Regions from separate parts of the Danio rerio genome. Here region 2 is linked to region 1. Evidence: chromatin contacts called from public Micro-C data. All regions are on one chromosome and are shown on one strand. Each heading gives the region's core, a stretch centred on a gene start, on an enhancer-like site or on the middle of the called end of the contact. The rest is flanking DNA. Distances are from core to core; before and after follow the strand shown. Region 1 has its middle 23 kb from the start of bbx. Region 2 overlaps cblb (Cbl proto-oncogene B, E3 ubiquitin protein ligase).

Region 1 (4,264 bases), core at 305-2,804:
ACTGAAACATTGCGTACGCACAAAGCTGTAAATGTGCGTACGCAGAAAAAAATTCAGATGTATGAAACATTGTGTACGCCGAATCCCACACATATTCTTTTGTACATCCGAATGAACGTGATCTGAGCGCAACATGCACGAGCACAAAACCCCTCCCTGCCTCCGCCCCCGTATGAATATGCTAATGACTCTACTTTGGCAAAACCCAACGAAAAAGCAATGGCAAAAGCAAGCAAGAAGAGAAACTTTGAAGAGTATGTGAATTGGAGGTGCTGCTTTCAGAGGTAGACCGAAGGAAAACGGTGTTATTTGCAAATTTGTCCTCCGGAATTAACAACAAATGAAAAAAATAGAGTGGGGAGAGTTTAGCTGATGCGGTTAACACAGTTGGGTCTGAACATCGCACTGTGGAGTTAAAAGAGAAATAGTGTGGTTTATAGGTGTAAAATGTTGTAGTACCCTTAACAGTCTCAGTGGCGCAGCTCATTAAACTCATGTTAATATGTTTTGACACGTTCAAGCATGAACTCGATTCGAATCCAGCGTCTGATGAACTCTTTCTTCTTTTTTCCCAGCTACATATCAGATTGTGTCTACTATTTATCACGAGAAAGACAAGTAGGAATCATTAATAAGTGTGTGCATCATATTTTATTTGCACATTTATTGAATGGAAATGTTTCTGATTCACGCATGCAAATTCCTCTTCAGGTGGTGCCTTTATAGCAATGTGCATGCGGTAGATCGCTCCCATTACAATGAGGAAACAGGCGACCGCTGCAAATTGCGCTTTAATGTTTGTTTGGTCAACTGTATGGTATGGAAATCTTATATACCTGCTAGATGAATCCATCTCATACAGCTGCCATTGCAAGGCTCAAAGACACTTTATAGAGTGCAATTGAACACAACTGCCTTTAGGAGTCACCAATGGAAATAAAACAGACACGCACAAAAAATGTGCGTACACCAGCCATAAAGCTGGCGTGGAGCTGCGCACATTCCCACGTTCAATTCATCGTTAGTAAATCCAAACGTGAGCGATTCTGACCGTGAAACCTGGCGTATGCAAAGTTTTTGTGCGTACGCAGCGTTGATACATGAGGCCCCAGAATGTCAAAATTTCAACGTAACATTTGAGAAAATACCAACAGTAGTTTTCAGAATCAAACAAAAGCTTACATTTTACTCAAACACATAACTAAATCCAAAGGTAATCAGCCCTATGAAGTACAGTAGTCTCTTAATTTTTACAATAATGTTGAACAAACTAAATGTAACTTAATAATGACATTTTCTCTTTTGGTATCTTTTTTTGTTCTCACTGTATTTTTTTAAACAGACAATAGTCTTGTTTGACAGTGAAAGAAAGGAAATCTGTTATAGTAGAACGGTGTGAAAAGTCCAGGTCTGGGGGGGGGGGGGGGGGGGGGGGGGTCGATGGGTCTCTAAAGATTTGGATGTAATGAGGGTCTGCGTATGGTTGAGTCACTCCTTACTCACAGCACTTCACTTTGATAGCTGACAGGCGTTGTGTGAGCTGCACAGGAAATGCACGGGAAAACAGGATCTTTTGTGCTTCATCAGTAGGGCAGGCTGAGTCATGTTGAAGCGTTAAGAAGTCCCCTGGGACAGACACGCATACTCACTCAGACTTTTTGTGTGTGTCCGGAGATGTCAGGTTGTAATCTGTGAGGGAATTCTGCTCCCAGCTGCATGGACAACACAGACTGATTGGCAGATGAGAAGAAAAAAGTCATATTCTTACTCTTAAACTGATGCTCTTACAGTCCTTTCATCCTGAAAATTACACCTCATGATTTTAAAACATTGACAAGTACTTTTTTGTAGTTCAGTTTTGTAGTTCTGAAGACAAAAGGTGAAACCCGGTAGTAGAAAGGTGTACCTACAGTATCTGGCATAATTTTGGGCTTGACTATATGCAGTTGAAGTCAGGATTATCAGCCCCCCTATTGACTTTTTTATTCCTTATTTTTATATTTCCCAAATGATGTTTAACAGAGGAAAATTTCACAGTATGTCTGATAACATTTTTTTCTTCTGGAGAAAGTTTTGTTTGTTTTATTTCGACTGGGAAAAAAACTGTTTTTAATTTTTTTTTAAATTTTAAGGTCAAAATTATTAGCCCCTTTAAGCTAACTTTTTTTTTCGATAGTCTACAAAACAAGCCATCATTATACAATAACTTAATTATCCTAACCTGCCTAGTTAACCTAATTAACCTAGTTAAGCTTTTAAATGTCACTTTAAGCTGTGTAGAAGTGTCTTTAAAAATATCCAGGCAAATATTATTTACTGTCATCATGGCAAAGATAAAATAAATAAGTTATTAGAGATGAGTTATTAAAACTATAATGTTTAGAAATGTGTTGAAAAAGTCTTCTCTCCGTAAATCCGTAAAACAGAAATTGGGGAAAAAATAAACAGGAGGGCTAATAATTTAGAGGGGCTAATAATTCTGACTTATACTGTATATACACAACAGTTCTGTCTGGTTGTTGAATCTGAGTAGCTGATAGCTGTGCAATATCCTGCCAATAACAGCACTTGTACCGCCTCCTCACCCTTCCCCCTTGTCTATTACTCCGTCCACATACATCTTCAAGCAGAGGACACACTACAGTTTGACAAATATTGGTGCAGTTGGGCAACAGAATATACTTTTGAGGTTCTTTTATTTAAGAATGTAGTTGTTTAGATTGCAGCTATGCAGTTTATTTATAAGGATAGTGCCTATTTTAAAATATTAGTAATTTCTGAAAGATAGCGTGTCGCCTGTCAATACTGAGCAAAGACAGTTGATGTTGTCTGTCCACAAGATGGCAACAGAGAAAGCATAATAAGCCCTTAATGGAGAAAAAATACAGAGCAAAACTACAGCTGATCAAATCAATATTAAACAGGTAATTGACTTTCTAAGTCGGTCTCTCTCTCTTGTATATTGTAGTGCTGTATTCATACCATATATATGTAGTGTATATATATGCTGTTCAGACTTATAATCTTAAAATGTCAGCAAAATCACCTGTTTTGTCATCACTTTAGATATTTTTCGCTAGAGAATGATTCAAACATTAGCTCTAAAGTGACGTTTGTGAAGTAGCAATGGCTTCTGCTGTTCTGACGTCAGCAGCTGCAGATGTGAATAAATGGCAGAAGAAAGTAGTTCCTAATACAAAAGGGTTTAGGACTCTTTGTGTTTGATTTTCTTTTTTCTATAGATGATTATGCTGTCGAACTGTTGTATAAACTCAATTTCACACATGTAGCAGTGCGACAGTGTACTCTATATCATCACTAGTGGGACATTAAGGCACTCAGCCTGTGGCCTTTAGCCAACGCCTCCAATCAGTGTCAAAACAGACAAAAAAAAAAAGAAGACAAAAAATAAAATAAACAAGTAAATAAGAAGGTGAGAATGTGGTAAAACATGGTAAAAATCAGGCGAGGGCTTTTCTTTTTCTAAATTGCTTTTTAAGTTTGTCAGTTGGGTTTAGGGAAGTGGGTGGACAGGTCAATCTGTGCTTTTTAAAATACTATTGGTTAGGTTGAGGGAAGGGGGAGGGTGGATCAGTCGATCGGTCAGTCAGTCCGTCAGTCATTCAAACAGTGCTTGACAGTGGCCTCTGGTGGATTTATACTAGAACAGCAGGCATGAATGGCACTCACAAGAATAATTTGAGATCTTAAAAAACCTACACAGCGTCCTCTGGTGGATTCACAAAAACAAAAACTGCAAAAAAAAAAAAAAAAAACGTAGCTCCTGGAACATATTTTACGGTCTCCAGAACTGTATATTTCAGAACGAGACTGGGTTCGATGCATCCCTAATACATTTTTAGGTTTCTTTTACAAGTGAAATGCACTGTGGCTTCTGCACCAGGAATAAGAGTTGAGTTATAGGAACTAGCCATTAAGCCAGTAAGTAAATAATCACATCTTGCCATTTTTTTCTGGTTGTATTTGTGTAAGCAAAAATACATATGTGTTAAAATACAGATGTGTAAAGTATGTGAGAGGAAGAGCTTAAGGCCCCGTTTACACTAGTGCGTTTTAGTTTTAAAACGGTGTTTTAGAATGAAAACGATCTGCGTCCACACTTGTGTTTTACCCAGCGTTTCTGAACTGCTCTCCGTCCACACCAAAACGCTGAAAACGCACATCACGTGACCACACACACTCTCGGGCAAGCGCTGCAGCATTTCTACCAAGATGAGAGCTCTGCTAGTTGGACTGTTTATCA
Region 2 (4,136 bases), core at 1,026-3,525, 130 kb after region 1:
TTTCTTTAGAGTGGAACAGTAGATCACTCTAAAATGTCTGCTTTTTCATTTGTTCAGTGTACCTGCTTGTTTACAAGAAATGTATAATAAAGTATATTTTATAAAATATACCTAAGGGAATGTGTTAAAAGGCATATTTGTGTGCAAAAATGAAAATTCTGTCATCATTTCTCTATGAATTTCATTCTTTGATGAAACACACAAGATATTTTGAAGTACATGCGCTCTTAAAACAGATGTGTTAAAAACAACTCATCCCGTGTTATTTCTTAAACAGCTATGTGTCTAGTTAAAGACAACATGTTTTGTGTTACTTTTAACTCAACAAGTGTGCTATCCTTCTTAACAGAGACAGTGTGTTAAATAATTTAGCATGCAGATGTGTCCTAAATTACTCAGTTTGTCATAAATGTTCTTTATTTGACCATCTTAACAAGATTAATGCAATACTAAAAACATTTAATACATATATATATTAATTAAAACATGACTTCAGCATTTAAGTACATTTCTTTGGAATTATTATCATAAAGACATAAAAAAACATGTTTACAAAAAGGAAACTCATATTTAGACACAAAAACACAAGCCTTTACGAAGAGTGGTGTGTGTACAAACTGTTCACCTATCTTTTTCATACCTTTATCAGTTTCAAAATTACATAAGATGTTAAAATAGCCATAACAGAATAAATGTGTTATTATTTAACACCAAAAATGTTTTATATATATATATATATATATATATATATATATATATATATATATATATATATATATATATATATATATATATATATATATATATATACATTTTTAACTTTGAGGAAAACCATAGGTCTCAAACTCAATTCCTGAAGGGCCGCAACTCTGTACAGTTTTGCTGCTTCAACCTAATCAAACACAGCTGATCTAACTAATCAAGGTGTTCAACACTACTGGAGTCAATTAAGCAGGTGTGAGTTGGAGGTGGTTGGAACTAACTTATGCAGAGCTGCGGCCCTCCAGGAATTGAGTTTGAGACCATTAGGGTACGTCGACATTGTTTTCAAAATAATCTTTTATAAAAGTTCAAAAGTCTTCTAATAACCCACAGTAACACTCATGGATTTTGAGTATAAATTTGTATTTTAAATGAGTTTACTTTCAGCAGTTAAAGTATCACTTAGTGTTGTTGTGTGTCCAACTAAGCCTACACTGTAAAAAAAATGCTTTTAATGTTTGGTTGCCAGTAATTCTGTCAAATTTACAAGCATACTGTAAAACCAAAGCATAGTTGTAATTGCTAATTTACAGTGCGCTTGTAAATTTTGCCAGTAATACTGTAAATTTAGCCAGTAATACTGTAAATTTAGCCTGTGATACTGTAAATTTAGCCAATGATACTGTAAATTTAGCATGTAATACTGTAAATTTAGCCAGTGATACTGTAAATTTAGCAAGTTATACTGTAAATTTAGCAAGTAATACTGTAAATTTAGCAAGTTATACTGTAAATTTAGCAAGTAATACTGTAAATTTAGCAAGTAATACTGTGAAAAATAGCAAGTAATACTGTGAAAAATAGCTAGTAATACTGTAAAATTTACAAGTGCACTGTAAATTAATAATTACAATTGTGCTGTAAAACTACAACAAAAATGTAATTGTTAATTTACAGTGCACTAGTAAATTTTACTAGTAAATGCCAGTAATACTGTACATTTTACAGCATTTTTTTGCATAATAGTTTTATGTGTTATTATGAGATTATTTCATCATCTAGGGGTGGGAAAGTTACAGTCCTGCATAGTTTTAACCCTGACCATACACACATGAACAAGTTAATCAATGTCTGAGTGTTACTAGAAAGCAACAGGTAGATGAGTAAAGACTGGATCAAAACTCTGTAGGACTGCAGCTCTTCTTGCCAACTGCTGATCCAGGAGGTCTCCAATGTTAAAAACGAACCATGCACAACACAATCCAGCCACACTTCTTTTTCAGAGCTATTTGCTTTTAAAATAATTTGTCATTATTTACTTCATAACCCCACTAACTCTATCTCTGTTTCTCACCTTTACCTTATAGCCATGGGGCTCGATCCTGAGAAACTGGAACTTCCTAGCAGTCACACATCCAGGCTACATGGCCTTCCTGACATATGATGAAGTGAAGGCACGTCTGCAGAAGTACATCAACAAACCTGGCAGGTACAGACTAGTCTGCGTCTGTGTGTGTGTGTGTACGGCTGTAATAGACATACCATCTGTTATGGGCCAGCCAGCTGTTTTTCTCCAGTCTGGCAGACTACCCCGCTTTGCTTGGGAAAGTAGGCAAGGCGGAGATGTTCGCTTATTACAGGAGGCTCTTTGTCTGCGCATCAGCACTCGCAAAACCCCTTGTTTGTCATTTAGCAGAGGTTTTAGTTTTTTCGGATGTAAGATCAACGTAACTGGGAAATGAACTCCTGACCTTTTGCGTTGGCAGCCTGTACTGGTACGCCAAGGTGCCGCAGGGAGACAGTGGTAGTTAAATCCAGTCTGTTTGGATTAGCTGATTAGAGAAACAGCATCGCATCTGTGCCGAAAAACAACACAGAGTTCCAGAGCCAGACGGCAGGCGCGATTACACACTGGTTAGAGTCATTTAACACAACAGCCAGATAATAGCCAGGCCATAAAATGCGCAACTTTATGGGAAAGGAGTCCCCCAGTTGATTTGCAGCTAGAAGAAGAGCTACAGTATTGCTTTAGATAAGTGGTGCATACATGTTTGCATAAAATGGACAGTATTTTGTAAATTATAACAAATAGGAAATATACACTCACTGGCCACTTTATTAGGTACACCTTACTAATACCGAGTTGGACCCCCTTTTGCCTTCAGATTCAACATAGATTCAACAAGGGACTAGAAATAATCCTCAGAGATTTTGGTCCATATTGACATCACACAGTTGCTGCAGATTTGTCGGCCGCACATCCATGAATGTCCCGTTCCACCACAACATAAAGGTATTGGATTGAGAACTGGTGAGTGTGGAGGCCATATGAGTACAGTGAACTCATTGTCATTTTCAAGAAACCAGTCTAGGATGATTGGCACTTAATGATATGTCATTCTATGTAAATCCTTGAGATGGTTGTACAAGAAAATCCCACTAGTTCAGCAGTTTCTGAAATACTCACCAGCCCGTCTGGCACCAACAACCATGTCACATTCATTCATTCATTCATTCATTTTCTTGTCAGCTTAGTCCCTTTATTAATCCGGGGTCGCCACAGTAGAATGAACTACCAACTTATCCAGCACGTTTTTATGCAGCGGATGCCCTTCCAGCCGCAACCCATCTTTGGGAAACATGCCACAATCAAAGTCGCGTAAATCACCTTTCTTCCCCATACTGATGCTCAGTTTGAACTGCAGCAGATCGTCCTGACCATGTCTACATGCCTAAATGCATTGAGTTGTTTTAATGTGATTGGCTGATTAGAAATTTGAGTTAACGAGTTGTTGGACCTAATAAAGTTGTACCTAATAAAGTGGCCGGTGATTGTACATACAGTGTGTATATATAAGTAAATAAATTAAATACATTTAACCAAGTATTAAGTTTTTTATTTAAAAAAAGTTGTTTTTGGAGTAATGTTTTAATTCAAATACATTTTAAAGTTTGCATAACATTTAATTAAATAAAAAGTTGTTCTAGATGATAATTTAAATAATAATTTAGGTACAGTGTTAGTGTGAAATAAATATTTTTTATTTAATCTTTAAACTATCGCATATTTTCTTATACAGTACAAAGTGGTTTTTACATATGTAAGATAGTTAAATTGTTCAATTTCAGGCAGTGGGTCATCACATTTGAGATTTCATACCTCTATAGCCCCTTCATTAGATACAGTTCACACAATAAAACTTTCAGCTAGATGCTTTTAGATGGGCTTTTTTGAAGAGCTGGATGGATGGGGCTAAACAAACAGAAGGAAGTGGAGGACGGTGGGTGGTCGAGCAGAACTGTATGCAAATACCAGTGTATGAAGAGGAGCAGCAGCTGTGTGTGTGTGTGTGTGTGTATGGTTAGAGAAGGTCACGGTGGCACCCAAGGGGACTCTGTGTTTCACGCCGAGTTTCCTCCTGCAACAGTCACCT

The links. A called contact is a pair of places that touch in the nucleus more often than the background predicts.
Region 2: a Micro-C map of caudal fin shows a contact between it and region 1, with 2.4 times the contacts expected there. The contact joins two enhancer-like sites. A contact is called at or near these places in 1 of 18 Hi-C or Micro-C datasets (caudal fin) and 1 of 4 datasets of contacts at active chromatin or transcription factors (caudal fin).

Annotation. Positions count from the first base shown.
Region 1 is chr10:33,464,052-33,468,315 of GRCz12tu, forward strand. No RefSeq gene overlaps it. Among named protein-coding and RNA genes, the nearest start is that of bbx, 23 kb to the left of the region's middle. Within about 2 kb of position 1,555, at least 22 of the 62 cell types and tissues checked have an H3K27ac peak or open chromatin away from gene starts, as enhancers often do. A contact at or near this core is called in caudal fin, where this site is marked.
Region 2 is chr10:33,593,551-33,597,686 of GRCz12tu, forward strand. cblb (Cbl proto-oncogene B, E3 ubiquitin protein ligase) reads left to right here. Exons shown (of 19, transcript XM_073914915.1): 6 at 2,070-2,191. Among named protein-coding and RNA genes, the nearest start is that of cblb, 88 kb to the left of the region's middle. Within about 2 kb of position 2,276, at least 6 of the 62 cell types and tissues checked have an H3K27ac peak or open chromatin away from gene starts, as enhancers often do. A contact at or near this core is called in caudal fin, where this site is marked.